Linked DNA regions of Mus musculus: region 1 is linked to region 2. The links are chromatin contacts, called in public HiChIP or PLAC-seq maps. All regions are on one chromosome and are shown on one strand. The core of a region is the stretch at or near the end of the contact, and the rest is flanking DNA. Distances in the headings are between cores, read along the strand shown. Region 1 has its middle 22 kb from the start of Gm44968. Region 2 has its middle 20 kb from the start of Zscan2.

Region 1 (6,870 bases), core at 3,018-5,517, 340 kb before region 2:
GTGGGTCTTTCTCCCTCAGTTACCCTGTCTTCACATCTCCCCATAGACACATCCAGAGGTATGTCTTCCAGACTAGTCCAACTCTGGTCAAGCTAGCAATGACGATTAACTATCATATCCATTAAGGAAACCTCTGCCCAGCCTTCCTCTAAAGGCATGACACTACAGTCAGCTTGGTTGGCTTCAGCTCACCCTGTGGGCCAGACCTTCATTATCTGACCACCTGCCACACCAAACCCAGTAGAATCTATGGGACAAGTTCCACAGACTGAGGTGGTAGACTTCAAAAGAAGGAGGTCTCCTGGAGCCGGTTGTGGAACTCTTGGCAGGAGCAAAATATCGAGCCGTAGTTCTCATGGCAATCTATCTGTTTTGTTTTCTCTTTTTTTTTTTTTTTTTTTTAAAGATTTATTTATTTATTATAAGTACACTGTAGTTGTCTTCAGACACTCCGGAAGAGGGAGTCAGATCTCATTAGGGGTGGTTTTGAGCCACCATGTGGTTGCTGGGATTTGAACTTTGGACCTTCAGAAGAGCAGTCGGGTGCTCTTACCCACTGAGCCATCTCACCAGCCCCCTGTTTTGTTTTCTCTTATTCCTTTTCTTATTTACATGTTCCTGGTAGCCTAGGCCTAGATCTTAAGCAAGAATAATGGGTAAGAAACCATCCCTTGAGATGGGGTCACTAACATGACCTTATCCCCAGGGAAACCAACACTTTACTTTATAAATCACTTACAAAATTATATAATAGTATTAAGACAGATAAAAACATTCCCAACAATAAAATTTCATATGGCTACACTTGTGTCATCAGAGGTAGGGTTTGATATATGGTAAAGAAAGCCTTAATTAGAAAGAATTAAAATAGTTTAAACTTATGTGTTGAAGATTTATAAAATATCAGGCATTAGATGTTAAAAAATATTTGACCATAAAGATTTATTAACCTGCTCTTGGAAATATGCCACCAGCCTTGGATGACTGCCCCAGTGAATACACCCTCTCAGAGTTGTTATGCTTGGATGATCTCTATTAATCATGATGTCACCTGTTCTGTTTGTGATTCACTGAGTACATCTTTTCAGAGTTGTAATATTTGCTTGATTTTTGTGCTTTACTGTGCCAAATGATAATGATGGTATTTGTGATTGCTTCACTGAACACATCTTCTAAGGGTTGTAATATTTGTTCTTTGAATGTATAAAACCCCTGCTTGAGAGCTGCAAAATACACTTAGATTCAAACTGCCTCTGTGTTTGTTTCTGTTTGTCACTGCCGAATCCTTACCCACCTAGCTTCGAGGACCCTCATTCCAAGGACCCCCATACCCGACTGGGATGGTCTGTGGCAACCACTTAGCCACAAGGAGGTTGGGAAATGGCATCTGCATCCTAACTGTTCTAGTCGGAGATTCTAGTGCTGTGATTTAAAAACAAAACAAACTAGAGACAGAGACTGAAGCAGGGGCTATGGAGGGGTGCTGCTTACTGGCTTGCTCTCCATGGCTCGCTCAGTCTGCTTTCTTATACAAGCCAGGACCACCAGCTCAGGGACAGCATGGCCCCCAGTGAGCTCTGTCCTTCCACACTAATCATTAATTAAGAAAACCCCTCAAAGATTTGCCTCTAAGTTAGTCTGTCTGATAGAGGCATTTTTTCAGAGGATTTCTTCCCAGACAAAGCTAACTTGTGTCAAACTGACAAAACAAAACAAAACAAAACAAAACAAAATAAAACAAAACAAAACAAAACAAAACAAAACAAAAAACCCAACCAGGACAATGCCCATGAACATTCGACTATAGATATTACCAAAGTGGGGAAGAGACAGTAACCATTGAATATCCAACTTCTATAGTTGGTCATTGTCCTTTAGAAAGACACTGGTATCTAAAGCTTTATAAATTCCTATCTGGGTCAGTGAAATGCATGGGAGGAGGGGGCAAGTGAAGGGCTGGGGTATGCTGGCTGCCAAGTCCAACAACACACACACACACACACACACACACACACACACACTATAATTCTTAGAAATGAGTAAGGCTCTCCATTTTCATTCGCAGTCATGTTGACTTCACTGGTCACTGCTGCCTTTCCTCCCTCACTGGGATGTGTTGTCCTGGCAGAGGCTCTGTGCCACATCTGGTTTCCCTTCCAGTGTCCTTCCTGAAAACTTGTATCTTAAGTGTGGAATAAGTACCTACCCATGCTGGCCTCCCTTCTTTTCCCATCATAAAGTCTCCCTTGGGGGCTAAGAGACGGTTCAGCAGTAAAGAACACTCACTCTCTTGCAGAGGACTTGAGTTCAGTTCCCATAAGTCATATTAGGTGGCTCCAACTGCCTATAACTCCAGGGCAAGGAGATTCAGAGCCCTCTCCTGGCCTTGGCAGGCAATTGCACTCATGTTCACATACACAGACACAGACACATGATTAAAAAAATCAAGTCCCTATTGGCCCAGTTTCCCCCCACCTCACTATTCCATGTTATTGTCAGAACTTGTCCAAAATGGCAATAACCCTCCACCTTTGGGAATATAAAGTAACTACCAGGTAAATTAGGAATTGGTTATGACCTTGAATGGTAACCAAGCAGGGCATCCTAATATATAAAGTTCTATTCCCTCCATTCCTGTACCATCATATCTCTAGGCCCCTGTGTAATCTAATCCAGAACTTTATCCCACAATGACGACCCCTCTGGAGTTCACATGTTCAACATGCAAGCCCCAAGGGTTGAGAACTTCAGCAGCGATCAGTGGTCTCTCCTCAGTCTTTTTCCTAAGAACTCTGCTCTTCTGAGAACCCTGCTAAGGCCATATCCAGTTTTTAGCCCCATTACATCATCTTGGTTACACCCATGAGGTCATCTTTACCACACTATGCTCTGGCTTCATTGCAGACTTGCCTGTGACTCACAAGCTGCCTGTGTTGGGATACAGAATAGTTAAAATCAGGTCTGGGGGATTTCTGCAACTTTGCTGTGAGTTACTTGATGAACAATTGAAAGAACTAAAGGTCTTGGCCTCCAAGAGGGGGACCCTAGATGGCCACCATCTTTAAACAGTTGATGAGGACTCATTGACAAGATGGCTAAACTTTGCTTGCTGCCAAGCCTGAAGACTTAAGTTTGATCCCATGGTGGAAGAAGAGAACTGTCTTCTGCAAGTTGCCCTCTGACCTCCACATATGCCCATACACTCACCCTCATGTAGATAAACAGATCAAAGTAATTTTTAATTTAAAATTTAAAAAATTGTACAAAAATTGTCAAAGAATTATCATGAAACTAGAATATTCTTACATCTATAAGAGGCAGGTATGATGGTAGAGGGCTGCAATCCAAATACTGGGCAGGCTGAGACAGGAGGATATCCCTGACTTTGAGGACAGCTTGTTCTACCTAATAAGTACCTGGTCAGAATGAGACCCTGTTTCAAAAGATAGATAAACAAACAAACAAACAAATAAAACAGGGGTATCTATAAGATTTGGCTTTTTAAAATTAACAAAAAAGGGCTGGAGAGATGGCTCAGTGGATAAGAGCACTGACTGTTCTTTCAGAGGTCCTGAGTTCAATTCCCAGCAACCACACGGTGGCTCACAACCAATTGTAATAGGATCTGATGCCCTCTTCTGGTGTGTCTGAAGAAAGGGACAGTGTACTCATGTACATTAAATAAATAAATAAATAAATAAATAAATAAACCTTTAATGAATAAATAAAATCAATCAACAAAACATTACTTTGGTAACTAGAGAAAAAGAACATCAAAGTTACAGCCAGGAGGGGAGCTTGAACAAGCTAGAAGAGCAAACCAGATCAAACCAGATCAGAACTCTTTGTGATGTAAAACCAAACCCAAGAAGGTCTAAGATGCAGAATTCTCCAGTGCAGAATGGCTCTCACTGAGAGGGTCTTGTCTTTGGTGGGATTTAAGCAAAGAATAAATAGCCATGTGAGTCCAGCACTGCCAGAGAAGGCTGCCTAAGTGAGCCCTTTAACAGTGTCCTCTCATTACAAAGAGAGAAGTTTTCTTCCATTTGCTGGGGTTAAAGGAAACTTCTGGAAAGAATTCAGCCTTCCAGTCTGTACATACTGGGAGACCCTGTCTCAAAACCAAAACTCAGTCAACAATTCAGCTCTCGTCAGCCTCAAAGCAAAGCTGAACAAGCAAGCTGCAGGGAGGGCAGGGGTGAGCTCAGCTCACAGACAGCCCCGTGCTGGTGACTCAGCTCTGAGCTCTCAGTCTCTGGGTTTTATAATTCATATTCTTTTTCATGAATCTGAAAGGCCATTGGCAAAAATATGGACTTGGCTCTTCCCAGGTCAGGCACTGGTCCTGTTTGATCAGTGAATCACTCTTATGAGAGGAATCTTACAGTTAAAATACAAAGCAAAACCCCAAACAAAATATGGTGACAGACACCCGCCATGTCATGGGTGTAAAGTTCTCAGAAGTACTGGGAGTCGGGGGTGTGGTCACCCTCAAAATGATGCTTAAGGTCCCATCTAAAAACTTGGGTCTCACTAGCTGTGAGTCATGGTAACTCGTGCCGATGATGCTTACCACATGGTTGGAAAGAGGTCAGGTCTCATTCCCATTCATCCGAAGGCATGAGCTGGAGTTAGTGAGGAGAAGCATCGGTGAGAATGGAGCCATAGGAAGAAGACAGAAAGACACCAGTGCGGACCTGGAGCATCATTGTCAAGGTCGGAGAGACTCCAGGCTAAATTATAAGTTGTCCACACATGATTCTCTTCCATGACAATTTCAAAATAGACTTTTAGGAGCTTGGTGTGGTGGCACACAGCTGCAATCCCAGCACTCAGGAAGCCAAGACAAAAGAGTTGAGTTTGAAGCCAGTCTGAACACACGCACAGTGTGATTCTCTCAAGAACATTAAATAGGGTTAAAGAGATGATGGTTCAGCGGTTAAGAGCACGGACTTCTCTTCCAGAGGTCCTGAGTTCAATTCCCACAACTATCTGTAACAGAAGCTGATGCCCTCTTCTGGTGTGTCTGAAGACAGTGTCAGTGTACTCATCATATACATAAAATACATAAATAAATCTTAAAAAAAAAAAAAAAGAACATAGATGCCAGCAAGATGCTCAGCCCATGAAGGTGCCTGCCAACACACCTGGCGAAGGGAGTTTGATCCCTGAGACTCACGTGGTAGAAGGAGAGAACCAGCCCCTGCAAGATGTCCTCTGACCTGCATGCCCCTGACATGGCGGGTGTGTATCCACACAACAAAATAAAAAAATAAAAAGATTCAATAAAGTAAGCTTTTACATTTTACAAGTTTAGATTTACAAAAAGGGGTTGTTCAAACAATCCAGAGTTCCCATGGGCCCCAGCCCCCACATTGTTAATGCCAGGCTTCACTGTGTGCTAGACTGAATTTCATGCTCCAGGTGGTCGTATCAGGGAGTAGGGCCTCTGGGCAGAGGTTATATAATGAAAGCAGACCCTCCGTGAATAGCTTAGTATCCTCATAAGAGGCCTGGGTGAGTTAGATCACAGGCTTTCCCCACCCTTCGAGGACACAGCAGGATGGCTATGTTTGAAAACCTCACCATCACCAGATGCTAGATCTGATCTTGGAATTTAAAGGCTTGACAATGATGAGAAGAAATTTTCTGTGCTTTGTAAGCTATACAGTTTGCGTTCGTTTTGTTATAGCTTCCCAAGCTTGCCAATGAAGCATTAGAAATACGTTATGTAGGAGCTGAACTCCATATTTGACTTGGATTTCACTAACCTTTTCCTGATGTATGGGAGGCACAGAGGTTCTTGTACTCACAGCACTAGATCAAATGGATTGAGACCCCTTTAAGGGTTAAATGGCCTTTTCACAGGAGTCACCTAAGACCATTGGAAAACACAGATATTTACATTATGATTCATATCAGTAGCAAGACTAGTTATAAAGTAGCAATGAAATAATTTTATGGTTGGGGATCACCATGACATGAGGTTCTATATTAAAGGGATGCAGCAATAGGAAGGCTGAGAGCCATTGAACTAGGGTAACCAGGAATTTTAAACAACACAAGGTTAATAGCCTGGTGACCTTTGTACTATCTGTATGGCTGAGACTATATCAGATGCTCTCCCAGACTCTTATCCTGAGTGTGTCAATCTATGGAACCCATCTCTATGGAAGGAGTCACATGTAGTCAATCTATAGAACCCATCATTATGGAAGGAGTCACGTGTGCTTCAAAAAGAGTTTTGAGATAGTCACACCTTAAGTTTTGTTGTGACATGGGCATGGGTTAATTAACACACTCACTCTTTCACCAAACTGTGCCGTGCTTAAATATGCATGAAATAAACAGCTCCAGGTCAGACCAAGTTTGAACCAACGCCGGCTACTTAGTTGTATTAAACTGAACTGCCTTCTCGCCTCTGGCTGATCATTACTCTGCTGGTCATGGTGGCTGGAGAGACCCACACACACTGGTGTGTTTGTCCAGGATCTCGGGCAGGACGCCTGTATCAGTCTCCTAGGGCTGCCTTAGTCCAGTGCCATAACATTGTTACAACAACAGAGGTGTATCCTCAGGGTTCTGGGGGCTGAGGCTGTCAATCGGCTAAGTTCCACAGAGACCAGAGGCTCCTTTTTTGGTTTGTTTGTTTGTTTCGAGACAGGGTTTCTTTGTATAGCCCTGGCTGTCCTGGAACTCACTTTGTAGACCAGGCTGGCTCCAAACTCAGAAATCCTCCTGCCTCTGCCTCCCGAGTGCTGGGATTAAAGGCATGAGTCACCATGTCCAGCTCAGAGGCTCCTTCTTTGCCCCTCATCCCTTCCCCCCCCCCCCCCCCCCCCCCGCTTGTGGGATCAGGGCTCTAATCTC
Region 2 (6,698 bases), core at 1,815-4,314:
CTAGGACAAGGAAGTAGACTCAAATGCATACAGCTGAGGAATGAGTTCTTTGTATCCTGACTGTCTTGTTAAGTCCCTGAATACTGTAATCATGGGACCTTTGTTTATGCCTTGTTTGTTCCTTGACTACTTTGTCTTTGACCTAGAACTGACCCTATTCTTTGCATGTGCCTAGAATGGTATAAAAGGGTCTAGAAAAAAATATACCAGCTTCAGCACTGGCTGGGGTCATGTTATAATGTTGTCCAGTTGTCTTGTCTTTTTGTAAGCCTCACTCACTCCCATTAGAGATGGCTCAGAGGTTAAGAGTACTGATTGCTCTTCCAGAGGTCCTTAGTTCAACTCTCAGCAACCACATGGTAACTCACAACCATCTGTAAAAAGATCTGACTCCCTCTTCTGGTGTGTCTGAAGACAGCTACAGTGTACTCATATACATTAAATAAATAAGTAAATAAATCTTAAAAAAAAATTAAGGTACAACACATTAGGATAATCTCTAAAGTATATGATGTTTCTGGGTAACCCTCAAAATAACAATTAAAAATACTTAAGGTTTTCTCTTAAATAGGCCTGGCTAAACTAAAGATCTTGGGGGGAAAAAATCTTAATTGTTTGTTTTTAAAGCAGCAGTGGTTAAAAATATCCTTAAAATCCTTAAAATGTCTGTCTTTATATATACACTCATATATAAACAAGGCATATCTAAGGCATGGACATGAGTCATCCTCTTAATGTTTTCAATAAAGAGTTTAATGTCTCAAGGGAGGGCAGTTGTCTAGCAGGAAAAACCCTTCCTGCAGTAGAAAAGTCATCTTTTAGTTAGTTTGTAGCCTCAAGCAACAAGGGCCCATGTTTTAGAACCAGAACTGGGATAAGGACCAAGGAGAGAACACTTGAACCAGAACTGTGTGGTTATGTATCTTTTCCCTAAAAGCAGATTTAAAAAATTTACGTTTTATGTCTTCAAGAAAGAATTAGGACCACTAATCATTCTTTCATTTGACCTGTGAGGCCATACTGATTATATTTTTGCCTTTTATCATCATTTCTTTCTTTAAAGTTTTTTAGTAAATCTTTTTTTGAATATATGTATTTATTTAATGTATGTGAATATATTGTCACTGTCTTCAGACACACCAGAAGAGGGCATCAGTCACCATGTGGTTGCTGGGAATTGAACTTATGTCCTCTGGAAGAGCAGTGCTCTTAACCACTGAGCCATCTCTCCAGCCCTTGTTTTTTGTTTTTTGTTTGTTTGTTTGTTTGTTTGTTTTGTTTTGTTTTGTTTTTTAAGACAGGGTTTCTCTGTGTAGCCCTGGCTGTCTGTAGACCAGGCTGGCCTCAAACTCAGAAATCTGCCTGCCTCTGCCTCCCAAGTGCTGGGATTAAAGGTGTGTGCCACCACTGCCTGGCTTCTTTAAAGTTTTTAGTTTTACTATGAGCAAAATGAAGTTGGACTGAGAACTTGAGTTACATGAGCAATTGCTCACAAGCCAACTGGACACTAAGTATATTATGTAGAAATAAAGTTTAACCACATGTAGACTGATAATTCACATACACAACCACCTCTAAGACTTTTTAATAAGCAAAGAGTTTCAATTCTATTATTTCTTGGGATTGTGTTTTCTATAATCCTCATTGTTAAGTCTCCAACCCCAGTCAAATGGCTGAGGTGCCTATTTAACATCAAAGTGGACCTGGCCCCCAGGTTCTCCCTGCAGTTCCTCAGCTCCTACCTGTTACAGAGCTCACCTGGCTGGTACACCCCACCCTCTGTGCTGAACTCTCCAGCAGGGAGTGGGCTGCTCTTCCTCTACAGTCAAGCCTTTGGTTACCTTCGCTTGCACTTTGGCCTCCTGGCTGCTGCACGTGGTTCCCTCTTCCTCTCACCTCTCTCCTCACATGGCTCAAGGAAGGTCGTGTCCACTCTGCACTCTCCGTTGTGTCTGACTCTGACCATGCTCTCCCTCGGATCTACAATAAATGTTCTCTTCCACCATACCTAGGAGTAGTCAATGTCCTTTCCTTTTTATTTCTGTTTCTCAGTATGAAAAGGAAATATGTATCTATTAATTTAGTTATAGTCCAAACTTACTTTAAAAAAAACACTGCATTTAGCAGTTCTATGTAAAAAAAAAAAAAAAATGGAAAAATCTAAGTTTTATGTTACCCATTATATAAACAAGAATGTTTTTAGAAAGAAATCCTTATAGAACTCTGTGTGTATGTATAACATTAACTGTTTATGAAACACTTAATACATATCATTTTAATAGGTTTTAAGGTGTTTAGAGTATTCAAATCTATAAAAGAAGAATTTATCAGGCCTTACTATATGATCACAATATTTAAATTTGAATCTATATATGCATTTTAATTGAGCATGTTAAAAAATTAACTTTAAAACATAAAAGAAATAAATTTAAAAAGAACTGAAATGGCCACTATGTATTAAAATATATAATACAGACTGCACAATGGCCCACACCTTTAATGCCAGCACTTGGGAGTCAGAAGCAGGTGGATCTCTGAATTAAAGGCCAGCCTGGTCTACAGAGTGAGTTCCAGGACAGCCAGGGCTGCACAGAGTGTCTTAGTATCATAACCAAGGCAACTTTTTTTTTTTACTCTCTCTCCCCACTTCCCCATCCCAAGGCAACTCTTATAAGGACAACATTTAACTGGGTCTGGCTTACAGATTCAGAGGTTCAGTCCATTATCACCAAGGCAGGAACATGGCAGCATCTAGGAAGGCATGGTACAGGAGGAGCTGAGAGTTCTACATCTTCATCTGAGGACTACTAGCAGAATATTGGCTTCCAGGCAATTAGGATGGGGGTCTTATAGCCCACACTACAGTGACACACCTACTCCAACAGGGCCACACCTTCTAATCGTGCCACTCCCTGGGCCCAGCATATAGAAACCATCACACAGAGAAACCCTGTCTCAAAAAACCAAAAGGGAAAAAAAAAGAAACAGTTACAGTTACACCCGCCAGTGACTCATCTTCATCTGGGTTTTAGTCTGGTTCTGTAAGGCAGTTTGACAAGTCGCCAGGGTTGTTTGAGATCTCTTTGAGGAAGGCGTGTCTCTCTGGCTAGCTAGCACCTTTCCTTTTCCCAACATGAGATTCCTGGGAAACAGCATTATCCTTGGAATCCATTCCTTCAAAAGTCTCCTAGTCAGATGGAGAGACAAGTGTGTCTTCAGAATGTTTATATCTGCCAGAACACTTACAGGAGTGGGGGTGTCAGGTTTTACATAAACAGCGTTCCCCAGAAATGCCAAGTGCTCCTGCGTCTGGCCCAGGAGTAGAGACTGGAGGCCTAGGAACAAGCTGCTGGATACCAACAGCATGGGGGAGCTCGGGGTCTCAAGAAACCCTGCTTCAAAAATAGGGAAAAGAGGAAAATTCCCGACTCCAGCCTCAGGTCTCCATGTGCACATGTAGACATATTGAACATGCATGTGCACACACACAAGGGGAAAATGAGGCGCTGTCAAGATCACTCGGTGTGTATGGGCACATGCCACCAACCCTGGACCCACAGGTTGGGAGGAAAGAACACTTCTGCCTCTCTCAAAAAGATAAAGACAAACAAAAACCTGTCCTTTCCTCTGCTATTTAGAAAGAGAGAAAGGGGATTACCCTAAGTCTCTTGGAGGAACTTCACCTTTTGATCGCCTGTGTTACTAAGCCTTACTCAGGACTTAAAGAGAGATAAGCTTTCTAACTTTTTTTTCCCCTGACCTAGGTGTCCCAGTGTCACAGAGTTGTGTCACATGTCCATGTAATTGTTCTGGTATAACTCCAGTTGTTTTCATATGTTGTTTAGGTCAAAAGATTTTAACACATTGTGGCCATTTCAGCTTTCTTCTTAAATTCATCTCTTTTATGTGCTAAATTATTTTGTGGGCATGCCCAATTAAAATACATTCACTCACATGTAAATGAATGTACCCACAAGCACACCCCAAACAAATAACAATACAATGTAACATAAAGGAAAAGGGATCTATAATAAGGGGAAAAAATGGCTGGAAAATCCATTTCCTATTTTTATTATAGGGACTTCTTACAATTAACTAGATGGTATATTGTTTCTTACTGGAGCCAGAGTTTTAGATGTTTGTTAAGGTCAAGTCCAGGCTGTGAAACAAGAGTTCTTTCATGTGCTCAGAATGAGTAATAGCTTAGAGTAAGGCAGGATTGAAGGTTAAAGATTAACAGCTCATCAGCTCTGACAAAAAAAATGGAGGCCAAAGCCTGTAGGCAGAACCCAGGCTGGGACTCAGTTTGCTCCAGGTTAGACCCAGAGGGCCAGGATCCTTCTGGACATTTATTTGCTCCTAAATAAGTTGTAGAAGCAAATTACTAAGTAATATTCATAGCATGATTCTACTCTCATTTAAAAAAAAATGTGTGTATTTCATCAATGCCATAGCTTTGTATCTACTAATACCTTACATTTTCATGCTCTGAGACAGGGTCTAAGCCGCCCACCCAGGTTACACCATCTGGTCATCTGGTTTTTATTGCTCCAGATTTTCCAGTCAAAAGACTGGGGATTAATTTTGAACCATTCTCTATGACTGTAATGTAAAAAAGATTTTGCTAATATAGTGCTGTTGGCCAGGTACATGTCTTTAATCCCAGTAGTACTCTAGAAGTGGAGGCAAGAAGATTTCTGTGAGTTCAAGGCCAGCCTGGTCCACATAGCAAGTTCCAGGCTAACAAGGGCTACATAGTGAGTCTCTGTTTCACACAACAAGAAAACCCAGGCTATTCCTTCCTTAGCGTGCCCCACTGTCAGGAGTACTTTCTCATTTCTTCCTACACAAATCAAAAGCAGACAGGTAGACAAACAGGCTTGGGGGATGGCTCAGTGGATAAAGCACTTGGAACGTAAAAATGTGGACAAAGTTCCAACCCGTGGAACCCATGTAAGAGCCCTGAAGGCCTGCTGACTTCCTGGAACCCCAGCATTGGGAGAGAGCGCTAGGAGGTCCCTGAGAGTAAGCTTTCTGGTTAGAGCAGCTAGAATTGAGGAGATCCACATTCAGCCAGAGGCCCGGCCTCTATAGAGGACAAATGAGGAGGGCACCAGATGTGAGCCAGGCCTTCATGGCCAAACACATAAATTCAAACATGCGTACACACATATGCATGCCAGAACAAAAAGAAAGAAATTATTGAAAGTAAAAGTGTCTAACTAAGACTGGAGGAAGCAGAGCACTAGGACAAGCCTGGGTTTCAACCCTGTACATTGGGAGGGGGAGGGGGAAATACATAAATGAATGAATGAATGAATGAATAAAAATGCTTGAGGGATGAGTGGGTTGCACACACCTTCAATCCCAGCACTTCCGAGGCAGAGGCTGGTGGACCCAGTCTGGTCTACAGAGCTAGTTCCAAGGCAGCCAGAGCTACACATAGCAACCCTGTCTCAAAAAGAAAAAAAGAAAGAAAAGAAAAATGTTTGAGACTTTTCTCTTTTAAGGATGCTCACCTGGCAATTTGTATAACATTACATTTCAGAAACACCATTTCCTTGGCCGGATTTCAGGGTCTTTCTCCACCTCACAGGGAAAACGCTCTCCTTTCTTCTGAAGTCCCTGGCTCCATCCCTATTTCCCTAAACAAGAGCACATCCTCCTCTATGCCCATCTCCAGCAACTTCCTCCTCTTAGCCCTCCCCCAGGGCGTGGTCCCCCTGGCAGTGCCACCATCTGTGACTGGTTTTAAAAGGAATGTTCTTTCTCGGGTTCTAGCTTGCCACCGGCCTCTAGGCCTCTATTCTCATGTGCTGTCTGTCCGTGGGATGGCAGCAGGAAGCAGGTAGCAGAATCTCATGAAATCCGACCTCTCTCTGTTCTGCAAACTTCCCAGCCACCAAAATTCTCCTCTTTGCCCCACTCCACCGCCGCCTTTTTTTTTTCCCCCAAACTGGATGTGAGGTATACCACTGAACACAATTTAGTGCGGTATAGGTCTCAGCACAGTGGAAACTCTTTCTGCAGGACCCAGCACTTCTCCAGCGGATGATGGGGGATATTTCTGATCCCATAGCCTTCAGGGATGAGCGACTTCTCAGCTACCATTGTCTTCAGATTCATCTGCATTAAACTTGGTGAAGCTGCACTTCTTTGCGTTGTGAATCATCTGTGGCCAGGCAACTTGAACTTGGCAGGGCTTCAGTCACGTGTTCCTTACTCTGCAGCTTGGTGAGAACTGTCGGTCGGGAGGTCGGGATGACTTGGCCAATATGAACCCTGGCCACTATGCTCAGAGGCTTCCCAAAAGCACTCGACACTGAAAGTGGAGCCTGTCAGCCCCACACAGCACAGCATCTTGTTGATGCAGATGGTGTGAAAAGGGAGTGACCTCTCTCGGATATGAAAGCCATTTTTCCCATAACCCTTCACAATGTATTTGTCGCCACTGGGAACGCCTGGGCAGAAGCGAGTGTCCCGTAGTGTCTTTGTGATACCTGTAAATCAAATACGCGAGATGTCAGAGCAGGGGCTGAAGAGATGGCTCAGCGGTTAAGAGCACTAGCTGCTCTTCCAGAGGACCTGAGTTCAATTCCCAGCAACCACATGGTGACTCACAACCATCTGTAATGGGATCCGATGCACTCTTCTGGTGTGTCTGAATACAGCTACAGTATACTCATATAAATAAATCT

Evidence for each region. HiChIP or PLAC-seq counts read pairs in DNA pulled down with a chosen protein or histone mark.
Region 1: a contact with region 2 is called in a FOXA1 HiChIP or PLAC-seq map of pancreatic cancer cells. The contact joins two enhancer-like sites. A contact is called at or near these places in 3 of 115 datasets of contacts at active chromatin or transcription factors (bone marrow-derived macrophages, embryonic stem cells and pancreatic cancer cells).

What each region holds. Positions count from the first base shown.
Region 1 is chr7:81,180,353-81,187,222 of GRCm38.p6, reverse strand. No RefSeq gene overlaps it. Among named protein-coding and RNA genes, the nearest start is that of Gm44968, 22 kb to the left of the region's middle. Within about 2 kb of position 4,267, at least 54 of the 459 cell types and tissues checked have an H3K27ac peak or open chromatin away from gene starts, as enhancers often do. A contact at or near this core is called in bone marrow-derived macrophages and pancreatic cancer cells, where this site is marked.
Region 2 is chr7:80,837,472-80,844,169 of GRCm38.p6, reverse strand. No RefSeq gene overlaps it. Among named protein-coding and RNA genes, the nearest start is that of Zscan2, 20 kb to the left of the region's middle. Within about 2 kb of position 3,064, at least 54 of the 459 cell types and tissues checked have an H3K27ac peak or open chromatin away from gene starts, as enhancers often do. A contact at or near this core is called in bone marrow-derived macrophages and pancreatic cancer cells, where this site is marked.